Linked DNA regions of Sus scrofa: region 2 is linked to region 1. Evidence: chromatin contacts called from public HiChIP or PLAC-seq data. All regions are on one chromosome and are shown on one strand. Each heading gives the region's core, a stretch centred on a gene start, on an enhancer-like site or on the middle of the called end of the contact. The rest is flanking DNA. Distances are from core to core; before and after follow the strand shown. Region 1 overlaps BCOR (BCL-6 corepressor). Region 2 overlaps BCOR (BCL-6 corepressor).

Region 1 (6,380 bases), core at 252-2,751:
TCGCTCACCTCCAACTGTATAGCCTCCTTTATAGGGTGAAAAGGCGGAACGTGGGCCCCAGGGGGGGGAAGGGTCAGAAATCTAGGCCTGGAAGCTGGATCCTACTCTACTGGTCGGCTCAGCTACACTCAGTCCCGCAAGCAGGGTGGGGGGACCCTGCAGAGTGGGGGCAGGCCGAGAGAGCCAGGTCCCTCGATGCAGGAGATGCCAAACCTCCCTCCCACGGGTGAGAGCGCAGGTCCCCCTGGCGCGCTCCCCAGCCCAGAGCGCACGCCATGGCTCCGCAATGGAGCTGCTCAGGCGGCAATTTTTTAAGCCTGCAATTAAGCGAGGCGTCGCCGTGTCCTCTGCTAGTGTCGATCCTGTCAGTCGCACATGGCCTTGGTGCTTCGGTCCGAGGCCCCGCGATTAGTCACAGGCTCGCTTCGCTCCTTTCCCTAATCCGCCTCTGCAGGCAGCCTGGGGACGCGGCCGACTTGGCGGGGCTGGCAGAGAGCCACTGTGCGCGGGGCGGGCCGCCTGGCCAGTACCAGCCCCGCTGCGCCCAAGCCGGCGCGGGCCCCGGGGTGCTGGCTTGGGACTTCCTCCCCCTTCGCAGCCCCCAGGCTGGGGCGACGGCGCCCCTCCTCCTCTCGCCCCACTCCCGGGCCTGCGAGATCTATTTGTGTGGTGTCATTTGCATAAAAATAGGACAAGTGTTTCAGTGCGTTCGAACGCGGGAGGCGAAATCCTTATTGATGTGTCTGTGTGGAGCCCTCGGTTGTCGGAGCGGTTTGATTTAGGGTGTTTGTGTTGCCTTCTGCGAGAAATGAGAGGAAATCCTGCGCAACGCCTAGAGCGGCCGGCGCCCTACAGAGCATCCCCCTCTGCACGGCCTGGAACGGTCCACCGCCTGGACCCCGGCGAGCCGAGTCCACAGCGAGCAGGTTGAGGGCCAGGCGGGCGACCCATTATGACTCATAAAACCGGGCGGCCTAATCACCAGCTGCCAACCCGTTTACGTGTGGCGCTTCCCAATGCTCCCTTCGCCGGGCCCGGGCCTCCAGCAGGTTCGCCCTGGACAAGGCTAGAGCCGCTCAGTGGGGGCTAATCGAGTGGCCGCCCGTTCCCGTCGGCAGCTCGGCTTCCCTTCCCGGGCGAACCCCGCTCTCCCGGCCTTTGCGCTGCTCGCCAGCAACTCCTCAGCTTCGACAAATAGCTGGGAGGGCGCCGGCCGCGCGGAGCCAGTAAATCAATCATTAACTCCCCGGCGAGGCCTGGCCAGGGGAGGGAGCGGCGGCCAGAGCCGAGTCTGCGGGGCGAGCGCGAGGCCCCCACCCTGGGTCGGGAACCGTCCACGCTCCAGGGGACAGGGTGCGTGAAAGTGGGTCCCCTCAGGGCCTCAAGAGCCCCTCCAGAAGCCTCCGCCTGCCGGGCCTTTCAAGCCCGCACCTCGCCTCGCCTGGCAGGTCGGGTTACTGTGCGGCCCCCGGGCAGGCTGGAACATTAACGAGCCGCCCCGGGCCTCGGGGCCTGCTCTCCCCAGGAGAGCCTGCCGCACTTGGGCAGGCTTCTCTGATCCGGTCGGGCTCCTCCAGACTCCGGCTTGCCAAGCCAAACCGATCGCGCCCCTGTCGACTAGTCTCCCTACGGCGCCCTCCCCACGGAGCACACCGTGGGGCGGCACGCAGGGGGTTAAAAGCTCCGGTTCGCACTGGCTCCTCGGCAGCGCTGAGGAAACGCTGATCAAAGTGCTTACGGGGAAAGAAACACACACGCGCGCTCGGGCCTGGGTAGAAGAAGGGCGACTGGAGAGACGGCGAGGGAGCCGCCTGCTTCGACCCGCTTCCCACACTCCTGGGAGCGCGGCGGCGGCCCGCGCGATTCTCTCCTCGGAGCTCGGCGCGGCGGGGCCGGGAGGACGGCAGGGAGGGGGAGGAACAAGGGGGCGGGAGGCGAGCCCGGGCTGCGCGCCAAGAGGCCCGGAGCCGCAGATTAGTCACTGCTCGGCTGGGCGCTCACGGGTGCGCCCGGGAACCGGGAGGGCAGGCGTCGGCCCCGCTCCGCCGGGCTCCCGGGGGGCTCGGCGCCGCGGCGCGGGTGCCCCCGCCCCCACCCCCGCGCACGCCCGGCGCGCCTGGATGGACTCCCGGGGGCTCGCGCTGCGGAGATCCACTTGTCAGTTCAAGGGCAGGACAGAAACTCTGCAAGCGGAGTCTTGCGAACAGGAAATTTCTCATTGACAAGGTGCTGCCCCTCCCCCACGCCGGGCTTCAAAACAAAACAAAAACCCGGCGCGAGCGACCAAGGCACCCAGCCTGGGCCCGCCGCGGCCTGCGCTGCTCCGCCGCTTCGGCGACCCCCGCGGGTCGGCCCCGGCCAGGAGAGTGGAGAGCTCGCCGAGCCCCGGGCCCCGAGCGCTGGCGGCCGCCAACAAACAGGCCTGGAAGGCGGGCTGGGCTCGGGCCCCGCCGAGGGCTCCCAGCTGCCACCTCCGGGGCCCGGGCAGGGGCGGCCGCGGAGACCGGGAGGCTCCGCGCCTTCTCGGCTTCTGAGCCTGGCCGAACGCCTTTCGCGAAGCCGGGGGCCGCCGGGTCAGCGGCTCCCCGGAGGCGCGTGGGGGGCGGGGAGGCCGCGCGGCGCCGCCGACTCGGTGAATCCCGCTGCGGGGACCCGGGAGGGCGGCGAGCTCGGCCTGGCAAAGTTCCTGTAGAAACTCCATGTTTAGCAACTCCGGCGGCGTTGCGGGAGGAGGGGGAGAGGAGGGCGCGCGGGGTGTGCCGGGGCGGCCGGCACCCGCCTTTCACTCCGGGGGAGGGAGTCCGGCGCCCCCCCCCCAGCCCAAGGCGAAGTCTGGGGGGCGGGGACGGCCGGGTCCCGGGCGCGTTCTTTTGTGTCTGCCCCTCTCTTTCCTCCACATTCTGAAAGGAAATGTCTAAACCCGTTTCATTTATTGCATGCAGCCAGAAGAAGAAGGCTTCCTTTTTAGGGACCCTGATATTCAGGGTAATTTCGTATTTGACACATGTAAATACTTAGTACTCTCAGGTAAGGTCAAATTATTTATCATCTTAATTTATATTTCAATAGGCCTACAATTTAGAGGCGCGAAATGCCTCCTTATGAATCATTATGGTCTATTAGGGGAAGTAATGTATAAACAGCACTATTTGGGAGGGAATCACTTATGTTGACATTTAAATGGCTCTTCAATAGTTAAAAAGAGAGAGAGAGAGACATTCGAGTGCCTTTGATTAAATATACAATTTACACGACCATCAGCAAAGCCATCAGGAATATAAATTCTTCTTGGGATTTTTATTTATTTATTCCCGCTTTTTAAAAAAGCCTTCTAGGGCAGGCATGCCATTTAATCCCTATGGGAAAACCCACAAATTTCAGGCAAAATATCATTTTCCTCTCCCCCAGCTAATGGTTTATCAGAAACCCAGGGAATCACTGGAAATGTGAGCAAACTCCACCAGCAGGCACCCCAGTGGGATGTTTGTAGATCTTTGTACCTCAGTAACAGAATCAACCACTTTCTAGCAATGTTGCAACTGATTTGGGCAACATAGTAGCTTCCCTGCTGGAGTGGAACCTTCCTGAAGGCCTGTGCCTATCCATTCAACCTGCTGTTCCCATAGCACTCAGCACAGGGCCTCGTACCATTTTAAGACATCCTCCTACACCTGCTAAAATATCACTGGCAGAGGCTCTTCCTGGCTGCCTCCCTCCCCCACCCCCATGCACTCTTTATTGAATTACCCTGTTCTATTCATTCCCTTGAAGCATCTCCCGTCTTTAGAATGCCCTTCCTTGACCCTACCTCTCCTTCTCCAGCTCCCTATTTATCTGTTCTCCAGCACAGCTGTACTTCTCAAAAGAGGCGTCTACATCCATGTAGTATTTCCATTTCCTTACCTTGTCTGCACTCTAAAAATCAGTTTTGTTTTGTTTTGTTTTGTTTTTAAAGGGCCGTACCTGCGGCATAGGGAGGTTCCCAGGCTAGGGGTCGAATCAGAGCTGTAGCTGCCAGCCTACACCACAGCCACAGCAACGCAGGACCGAGCCGCGTCTGCCACCTACACCACAGCTCACGGCAACGCCGGATCCTTAACCCACTGAGCGAGGCCAGGGATGGAACCTGCGTCCTCATGGAATCTGCTAGTCAGATTCCCTTCCCCTGAGCCACAACGGGAACTCCAAAATCAGCTAGTTTTGATATCCTTCTAAGATACGGGGATAAACTGCAGCTTTGTTTGTAACAGCGGAAGGTTAGAAACCACCTAAATGTCCAGCAGTGATAGGTATGGTCCAGGCATACAACAGGAATCTTCTGTAGCTATTTAAAACTAAAGAAGAACTGCTTTGTAGCATTGATGAGGAAAAAGCCCTAAAGTCTACTGTTACTGAAAAACAACACACCGGATGTAGAGCATGTTACAATTTGAGTATGTTACAGTTTGTGTAAAAAACAAGTAGGGGGGATACAGACACATATTTGTAGGTGCATGAAACATTTCAACTCTGCTGGGGAGCACCCCCCCCACACTTTATCTTCAGAAATGGAAACACACCACAGCACAAGTCCTTCCTTACTTCACCTATGAAACTGCTACATCTTACTGATCACTTTCTGTTTCAGCACTTGGAGATGGGCTCTGTCTTTGCCAAGGCTCCTGGAACTGCACTATATAGATACAGCATTTAGGAGTCCCCACCATGGCTCAGTGGTAACGAACCCGACTAATATCCATGAGGACTGGGGTTCGATCCCTGGCTTTGCTCAGTGCGTTAGGGATCTGGCACTGCTGTGGCTGTGGTGCAGGCTGGCAGCTGCAGCTCTAGTTCAATCCCTAGACTGGGAACTTCCATATGCCATGGGTGCAGCCCTAAAAAAGACAAAAAAAAAAAAAAAAAAAAAAAAAAAAAAAAAAAGAGTTCCTGGCGTGGCGTAGCGGAAACAAATCCAACTAGGAACCATGAGGTTGCAGGTTCGATCCCTGGCCTCGCTCAGTGGATTAAGGACCCGGTGTTGCCGTGAGCTGTGGTGTAGGTGGCAGACGCGGCTCAGATCCTGCATTGTTGTGGCTGTGGTGTAGGCCGGCGGCTGCAGCTCTGATTGGACCCCTAGCCTGGGAACGTCCATATGCCGTGGGTTTGGCCATAAAAAAAAAAAAAAAAAAAAAAAGATACACCATTGATCACACTCTTCAATCCACACTCTTCAGCATCCACCCTCCCCTGGCTATTTTGCAGAAAGGACTCAAGATCACCTTCACCTCCTTGTTGCTGGAGAAGGGGGTGGGGCGTGGGGGTTCAGGCCTTCCTAAGCCTTGGAAGCACTAGACACCCGCCCCTGACCACACCCTTCTTGAACGGCTCTTGGGGTCCCAGATGTCACACACACATGGTTTTCATCCTGCCTCTGAGCCTCTTTCTGGACTCTATCTTCTCCAAGCTCTGCTAGTTGCCTGGGGCCTGGATCCCCCCTCCCCCTACCCCCACCCCCACCCCCAGCTCATCCAGGCCTGTGGCTTTAAGTACCACCTACTTGCTGATGACCCTTGAAGTGGGTTTTCCAGTGCCAGCCCCCATATCAAACTGCAGACCTGACATCTCGGTTTGGCAGCCTGCGACCAGCTTCATGATCGCAGTGGCTAATGTGTGCAGAGCGTTGGCCCCACTCTTCTAAGGGCTTTATGTAAATTAAGTATTAATCTTTACAACTACCCTCTGAGGCAGGTAGATTATTATGCACTTTTTTTTTTTTTTTTTTTTTTTTGTCTTTTTGTCCTTTTCAGGGCCGCACCTGCGGCATATGGAGGTTCCCAGGCTAGGGGTCGAATCGGAGCTACAGCTGCCGGCCTACACCACAGCCCCAGCCACACAGGATCCAAGCCGCGTCTGCGACCTACACCACAGTTCACGGCAATGCCGGATCCTTCACCCACTGAGCGAGGCCAGGGGTCGAACCCGACACCTCAGGGTTCCTAGTCGGATTCGTTTCCAATTATGCACATTTTACAGATGAGGAAGCTCAGGCAGAGAGGTCGCAGCACATTCCCCAAGTCACTGGGAAAATGGTGCCGCTCAGATTCAAACCCAGGTAAATCCGATCTCAGACGACGCACTCTTCACCACTCTGCTCCTTAGCATGCCTAGAACTGAATTCTTTTTAAAAATATCAGTTAATCTACAGCTGTTCTGGGGGGGCATTTACTAAATGTCAGGCCCTGTAATAGGAACTGGGGAGACAGGGGTAAGCAAGACAAACCATCCCTTAAAAAAGGGACCAGCTCAGAGTTCCCTTTGAGGCTTAGCAATTAACGAACCTGACTAGTATCCGTGAGGACAAGGGTCCGATCCCTGGCCTCGCTCAGTGGGTTAAGGATCTG
Region 2 (6,315 bases), core at 719-3,218, 43 kb after region 1:
CCAGGGAGCTCCCCTGAGCGGAAGATGGGGGGGACAGTCTGAAGTGTCTTTGGTCTCATTTGATGACCGCTAATCCGATCGGCTCCCAGACCCGCTGTGCCTTTGCGAGAGGGCGGGTCACTTCTGCCCTGGCCGGTGCGAGCGGGCGAGGGGACAAGCGAAAGCAGACACAGAGCTCGCTCGCTCTCCAGCTCCCTGTCCTCCCCGGCTACTACCCCTCACTTGGCCCTTCCCCGCACCTAAGGAAGGGGAGGGCACCCAAGCTCTGCCCCACCCTCCTTGGGGCGCTCCCCTCCGCCTCGGAAGCTCAGACCGACAGCGAGGGTTTTCCCCCTTTCCCTTGGGCTCGCTGGGTTTCCAACTTCCTTTAAACCTCCCTCCTCGCTCCGAAAAGCCCCGAGGAGAGGAGCCGAGAGGAAGCACGCCGCTAGTGTGCGAAATGAAGACCATGTGTGAGGACGGCGGCATCAGAGTGCAGCCGCCGCGGGCTGGGGGTGGGGTGGGGTGGCGAAGGCCCCCGCGCGGCCAGAGGCTTGGGGCGGCAGCAGCCAGCGCCTCAGCTCGGCGTTGGGGATGCGGAGACGCAGCGAGAAGCATCGAAGAGGCTGGGCTGGCCTCGTGGCGGGAGGCAGGGAGGGGGGGTGCAGGGGCGCGGAAGGGGGGCTGCCGCGCCATGGGGGGTGGGGGGCGGGGACGCAGCCCCGGCTTCCTGGGCCGCAGCTGCGACCGAGGGCGCAAGAGCAGATCATGCTCGGCGGCGGCGGCGGCGGCGGCGGCGGCGGCGGCGGCTCGGGCCCGCCGCGCTCGCAGCTGAGAATCAACAAAGGGAGGCGGCGGGCGAGCGGGGGAGGGGCGCCTCCGAGCGTTCGCTGGCTGCTGTGGAATAATAAAAAATAATTAATAATGATAATAAGAGAAAAATCCCCGGGCTTTCATGGCTCTGGGTTTCCGTGTGGCTGCAGCGGGAAGCGCGCTGTCCTTGAGGCGGCCTCTCTCGCCTGGTCTGCCCGCCCCTCCCCCTCCCTCGCCCCCTCCCCTCCCCGGGAACCGGGAAGAGAAAGGTCTGCAGCTGACAAATATTATCCATTCTCCCCATCGATCGCGGAGTGTACAGATGTGAGCGCTTGATGTGCCCGCGGAGCGGCGGATCCTCCCTGCTCGCTCGCTCTCGCCCAGGCTCCGCTCGCCGCCCCCCTCCTCCCCCTTTGTTCTCCTCCCCTTTCCCTCTCTTTAAATAGATTTCAGGGCGCTGCCTGTTGGAGAGCAGCTGGCGATCTCTCCCGAGAGAGGGAGCGAGCGCAGCCCGAGGTGCCCTGTCACCAGCCTCCCCTCCCCCACCTCGCTTACCCAGTGCGGGCCCACCCTCCACCTTTCTCCAGTTCCCAAAACAGAAAACACCGGGAACACCCACGTCCACTGCACCGAGAGTCTCTCCGAGCTCTTGGACTCCTCGCGCTGTCCCCTGTGTCCGTGTCTGTGTGCGGGAGAGGGAGGGGGCGCAGGGAGGGGGCTCGGAGACTTGCCGGAAGAGCCGAGGGTCGGGATCTTTCCTCGGCAGCAGCAGGGACGCAGCCCCGGTCACGCTGAGAGGGGACAGTTTACCCATTAGGGAAAGTCGGCGGAGGCGGCCCTTTTATTCCTCTTTTGCAGATGGCAGATTAAGCCAGCAGCGTCCGGTCTCAAAGGGGCCGGCCGCTCGGCTAAGGGTTAACCCGTCGGCCGGTAATCGCGGACACACGCGCGCGCGCGCGCACACACACACACACACACACACACACACACACACACACAGAGTCACACACACGCGCGCGCGGCGCGCCCTCCCCGCCCGCCGGAGCGCCCGCCACAGCCCGCAGTGCGCCCGGGGCTGGAAGGAGGGGGGACTCGGGGGGGAGGGGCGGGGCGGGCTTAACCAGGCCGCTCGACTGAGCCGAGGCCACCTCGCCGTCTGTCACTTAAATGATTGTCCTCCGCTCCGCTCGGTGCGGTCAGTACGGGCTGTTAACAGGCAGTTGCAATCAGTTTCCGAAAGGTCAGCCAAGGTCCTCCGGCTCTCGCAGACGGAAGGCATTACGAAACCGCTTTTGTATCTGCAGGCACTTTAGAAAAAGAGGCGAGGAGGGGCGCACCGCAGCGCGGCGATGCTGCGAGCCCCGGGAGAGGGGCGGGGGCCGTGGGGCGGGGGAGCTCGGCCCGCCCCCCACCATGGCCTGGACCGGGCGGCGGGGAAACCACACGGGGAGTGACCCAGACCCTCTTGGTTACGATGGGGAAGCCGGAAGGAAGAGGGGGGGCAGGCGGCAAGAGAAGGAGGAATGGGAGGAAGTGGGAGAGGCGTCCTGGCCCCCCTCCTCGCCCGGCCTTCGGCCCACACCAGGACCCGGACGGGGGCTGGCGGCCCTGGGTGCTGGAAGACCCCACTCGGACTCTCAGGTCCTCCTGTCTCTGGAAAGTGGGGCGGGGAGGGAATGAGAGACCCTCGCAGAGCAAGCAAGTCCCCGCGCGGTGTCTGAAGACGCTGCTGCTGCCGCCGCTAGAAGTCGTCCATCAGCAACCAGTCCAACCTGCCAGTGATAATGTGCGATCAACACCAAATCACCCCCGCCAGGCGCGATCCATCATCGCTGCGCGCCGCGGGGCCGCGTGAGGCTCACTCGGGGCTTGGGCGGGGGGGCGGGGGTGCGGAACAGAAGGCTGTCGCCCTGCGCACTTGGGCTCTCGGCGCACCTAGCTGCCCCTCCCGGAGGTCTGCACCCGGCGTTCATAACTCTCCAAGTTCCCCAGCCGCAAAGCACAGACACGGTGGCTCCGAGTTCCTCGCGCAGGTCACTTAGGAGCCAGCACGCCCTACTATCCCGGTCACACCCTACAAAGCCGTCCCTTCCTCGGATCTGCCCTGCCCGTCCCCTCCCCCTCCTTCGAGAAAGCCTGGCTGGCGGGAAATTAATATTTAATATCGTGAAATTGATTAAAGGGCTGGAAGCCGGCAATGGGGTGGGGGGAAGGGTAGGGGCGTAATTAAAGATCTGAGAGTCGTGGCCGCTCCTCGTGTGCTGCAGCCGCACAGGGCCTTTGTGAGGCCGTGGCGGAGCTGCGCTGGGCTGAGCCCAGCAGTCTCGGGGCGGTGGCCGGTGCTGCCCAGGATCCCGCCGGCGCCCGAGGGCGGAGGGCAGAGGCCGCTCTGCCGGGCGGGCTGTCCCGGAGGTAGCGAGTTAACCTTAGCGCACCTGAGGCTGCGCAGAGAGCCGCCTTCCCTTGCCTGCCAGTATCATAGGCTCATCTCGGCCGCAGGAGACTGAGGGTCGGGTGCTGCAGCTTTTCACTGCTAGTTCAGTGCAGAAGCTCCTTACTCGCCTAGGGGCTCTGGAAGGTGCATCCCCCTTGCAACTCCAAGGTCCCCAGCGCAGCCTCGCCCGGGCCCCATCGCAAGCCTCTCATGCATCCCTTCGAGAGAAGGGGAGTCAGGCAGGCTCCTCCAGTTCTGTAATTGGGGGATCCGCAGGCCGAGGCTGCTCAGAGCTCCCGTTGGTTCTCTCTCGTCCAGGCCCCACCCCGGGCTGCTCACACTTGGGGCAGCTTAACTCGTTCAGCTGCACTGCAGATGGGGCCTGCCGCTCGAGGCGGCGGTCTCCAGGGAGTCGTCACCGAACCAGCTCGGCCGGCCGCCTGTCGCACCATTTATGGTTACTGCGCCTCCCGGAAAGGGCACGGGGGGCTGGACAGGGCTGCGGGTGGGTGCGCCCAGGCCACTCAAGCTGGCGCTACTAGAGGAATTCGGATAGCAGTAACCCGTTGGCGCGGCTACCGTTCAGAAATCAGATAGTTGGCTCCTCGGCAGGATGACCCCCAGCTTGTGCAGGCCTGACTCCAAAGGACCGCTTTGAAGTTTTGCTCGTATACAATTTTTTTTTTTTTTTTTGTGAAGCCATTTGTCTGAAAAGTACCAACAAGTGTGCCGAGGGGAGGAAAAAAACCACACACAAACACAACAAGCGGCATCCTTGGCCCTAATCAGTTAGGGGAGGGCAGGAGGCCCCACCAGGCACCAGGCCCTCTAGAAGGAAGGTCAGGACCAGGGAGGATTAGGCCCAGTCTTGGGTTTATTGCTGTACTTGAACAAAGCACCGGGGGCTGCCTAAACTGAGGCAAGAGAGAGGTAATTAATAGAGGAGCTGAAGAAGCAAAGAAAGGCTGGTGTGGCTGCTGCCTGGGTGGGTGGAGAAGCAGAAGTGCTTCTCCATGAGAATAACAAGCTGGTGCAAACGTTATGCAGAATGACTTTATTTCACCAAAACAAAACCAAAAAGTTCACATTCAGCTTCTCACGCTGAGCTGATAAGCCACATGCAAACTTTGGATGGAACCTTGAACCAGTGGGAGGTGTCAGCCCGCAGTTTACACAGGGCAATGGGAAGCTTTTCCGAGTACTTCTCCCATTCCTACCTTTGTGATTCTACCTGCATCAGCTACTCCCTAGAGTGGCCTTTCTGACCTCCCAACCTGAGCCCGAGGCGAGATCACTCAGAATGCACCGCATTCATCAATGCCATTTCTGGTAAATTGGACCTCAGGTTTTGGAGTGTCCTAAGAGGGAGGCAGCCTACACAGTGCGCATACCGATGTCACAGCAAATGTGATGGGCGGCACACATTCTGTAGCCTTTCCTAGATAATATTATGGACTTCCCAACCAGATGCACCCGAGTTTCCAAGACATTCTGGATTTCTAGAGCTCTGGGCCCTGCATCTTAACAGGGCACGCCCCGCGACCTGCAGTCACGGGTATTGCGTGTGCAGCTGTGCACCAAACGTGTCCCACGGCTTGCCCGCGAGCTGCCGGGGTGGGAGGAAATGGCCTGGGTGTGAGGCCCGCGCCGGGTGCTGCCCATTGGTTCTCTGTCCACCGTTTCTAGACCGGCAGCCGTCCTTCGCGCAGCCCTCATCTCAGCCAGGGCCAGCCCGCCAACCCGAGGCAGGGGGAGTTGGGCGACAGCGCATCCCTTCAGGGCCCGTCCAGGTAGGGCGCCGGGAAGGGAGCCTGTCTGGGGAAGGGGCAGGCCTGGGTCCCCGGGGGTCCCGTGGGCCCCGGAGGAGCGGCCTTCCCGCTGGGGGCCCCGGCCACGCACGCCGGCTCCCGGGGGCTGCGCCCGCCTCTCCCCCGGGCGCGGGCTGCACGCCGGCCGCCATCTTGGCGCGGGCGGCGCTGCCCCCGGCGGTGGGACCGCAGAGCCGCAGGCCGGCCCGAGGCGGCCTCGCGGGCCTTCCCGGCGCCCCTCGGCGCAGCGGGTCACGGCTGACCCCTGGCCCGGGGCGGCCGTGCCTGGTCAAAGCGCGGCCCGTAGTCGCCCCTGGCCGCTAGGCCGGCGCGGATTTGAATCCCTGGAAACGACCTCGTGTTCCCGGGCTCCTGCAACGGGCCACGCGTTGTCACCGCTCCCGCGCCCAGCGGCCCAGCGGCCTGTCACGCAGCTGGGAGTTTGGGCTGCTGTCCTCCCCGGGGGCGAGGCCCGCGGCACTGCCCCCGCCGCCGTTCGGGGGTCTCTGAGTCGCTTTGGGGGGCAGGAGAGGATGTTAAAGTTACCCCTCTTTAAGGGAAGTGGATTGGAGAAGACTGTACTTAGCCCCTGTGCCACATGCGTTCATGGAGAGCTTGCGAAGGGCAAGGCACTGGGTTAGGTCCTAGGGGAATCCAAAAGGACAGAAGTGATTTTTTAAAAAAGACACCCTTGGCCCTCAAGTAATTTACAATCTAGGTGGGAAGACAGACTTATAAATGACTAACTCAACACAAATAAAAGGCAACGTGGAATGAATGTAAACAAAGAGCTCGAATCCTGCAGTAAGTGGTCTGGGGAAAGGCCAATTAATTATTTTAAAAATAACCCTTACTTCTAAAAATGTAGAATCAATTCGGGGAGGGGAGGATAAGAATTTGCCAACACGGAATAGTTCCAGGGTTCCAGGGAATAACAGTCATCACTTCTGAAAGGTTGATGTTTAGGAAAAACGGCGAAAGTTTATTTAAACTAAGCGAAATACCAAGATTCAGGAACTTTGGATTCATTTCTCAGCTCCTGACATAAGTGGGGTGGTAGAGATGCAATTTTCCATCCAAACACAATACCACCACCTCCCCTCTCCCCACCTTTGGAGCCAGTAAAACTCCCATCACACTTCATAAAAAGAAGGGTTTTAGAAAATAAAACTAAATGGGAGATTAGAAACTTCTAAAAAGGTTTCAGACTTCAAAATGGGAATAATAGTTCCCGTCATGGCTCAGTGGTTAACAAACCCGACTAGCATCCATGAGAATGCG

What was found. HiChIP or PLAC-seq counts read pairs in DNA pulled down with a chosen protein or histone mark.
Region 2: an H3K27ac HiChIP or PLAC-seq map of skeletal muscle shows a contact between it and region 1. The contact joins two enhancer-like sites. A contact is called at or near these places in 2 of 5 promoter capture datasets (fetal liver and liver), 22 of 47 Hi-C or Micro-C datasets (alveolar macrophages, blood, brain and 10 more) and 2 of 2 datasets of contacts at active chromatin or transcription factors (alveolar macrophages and skeletal muscle).

The regions. Positions count from the first base shown.
Region 1 is chrX:35,823,685-35,830,064 of Sscrofa11.1, forward strand. The region is part of intron 1 of BCOR (BCL-6 corepressor); the gene reads right to left. Among named protein-coding and RNA genes, the nearest start is that of BCOR, 64 kb to the right of the region's middle. Within about 2 kb of position 1,502, at least 50 of the 83 cell types and tissues checked have an H3K27ac peak or open chromatin away from gene starts, as enhancers often do. A contact at or near this core is called in fetal liver, liver, retroperitoneal adipose tissue and 1 more, where this site is marked.
Region 2 is chrX:35,866,578-35,872,892 of Sscrofa11.1, forward strand. All of the region lies in intron 1 of BCOR (BCL-6 corepressor), which reads right to left. Among named protein-coding and RNA genes, the nearest start is that of BCOR, 21 kb to the right of the region's middle. Within about 2 kb of position 1,969, at least 32 of the 83 cell types and tissues checked have an H3K27ac peak or open chromatin away from gene starts, as enhancers often do. A contact at or near this core is called in fetal liver, liver, retroperitoneal adipose tissue and 1 more, where this site is marked.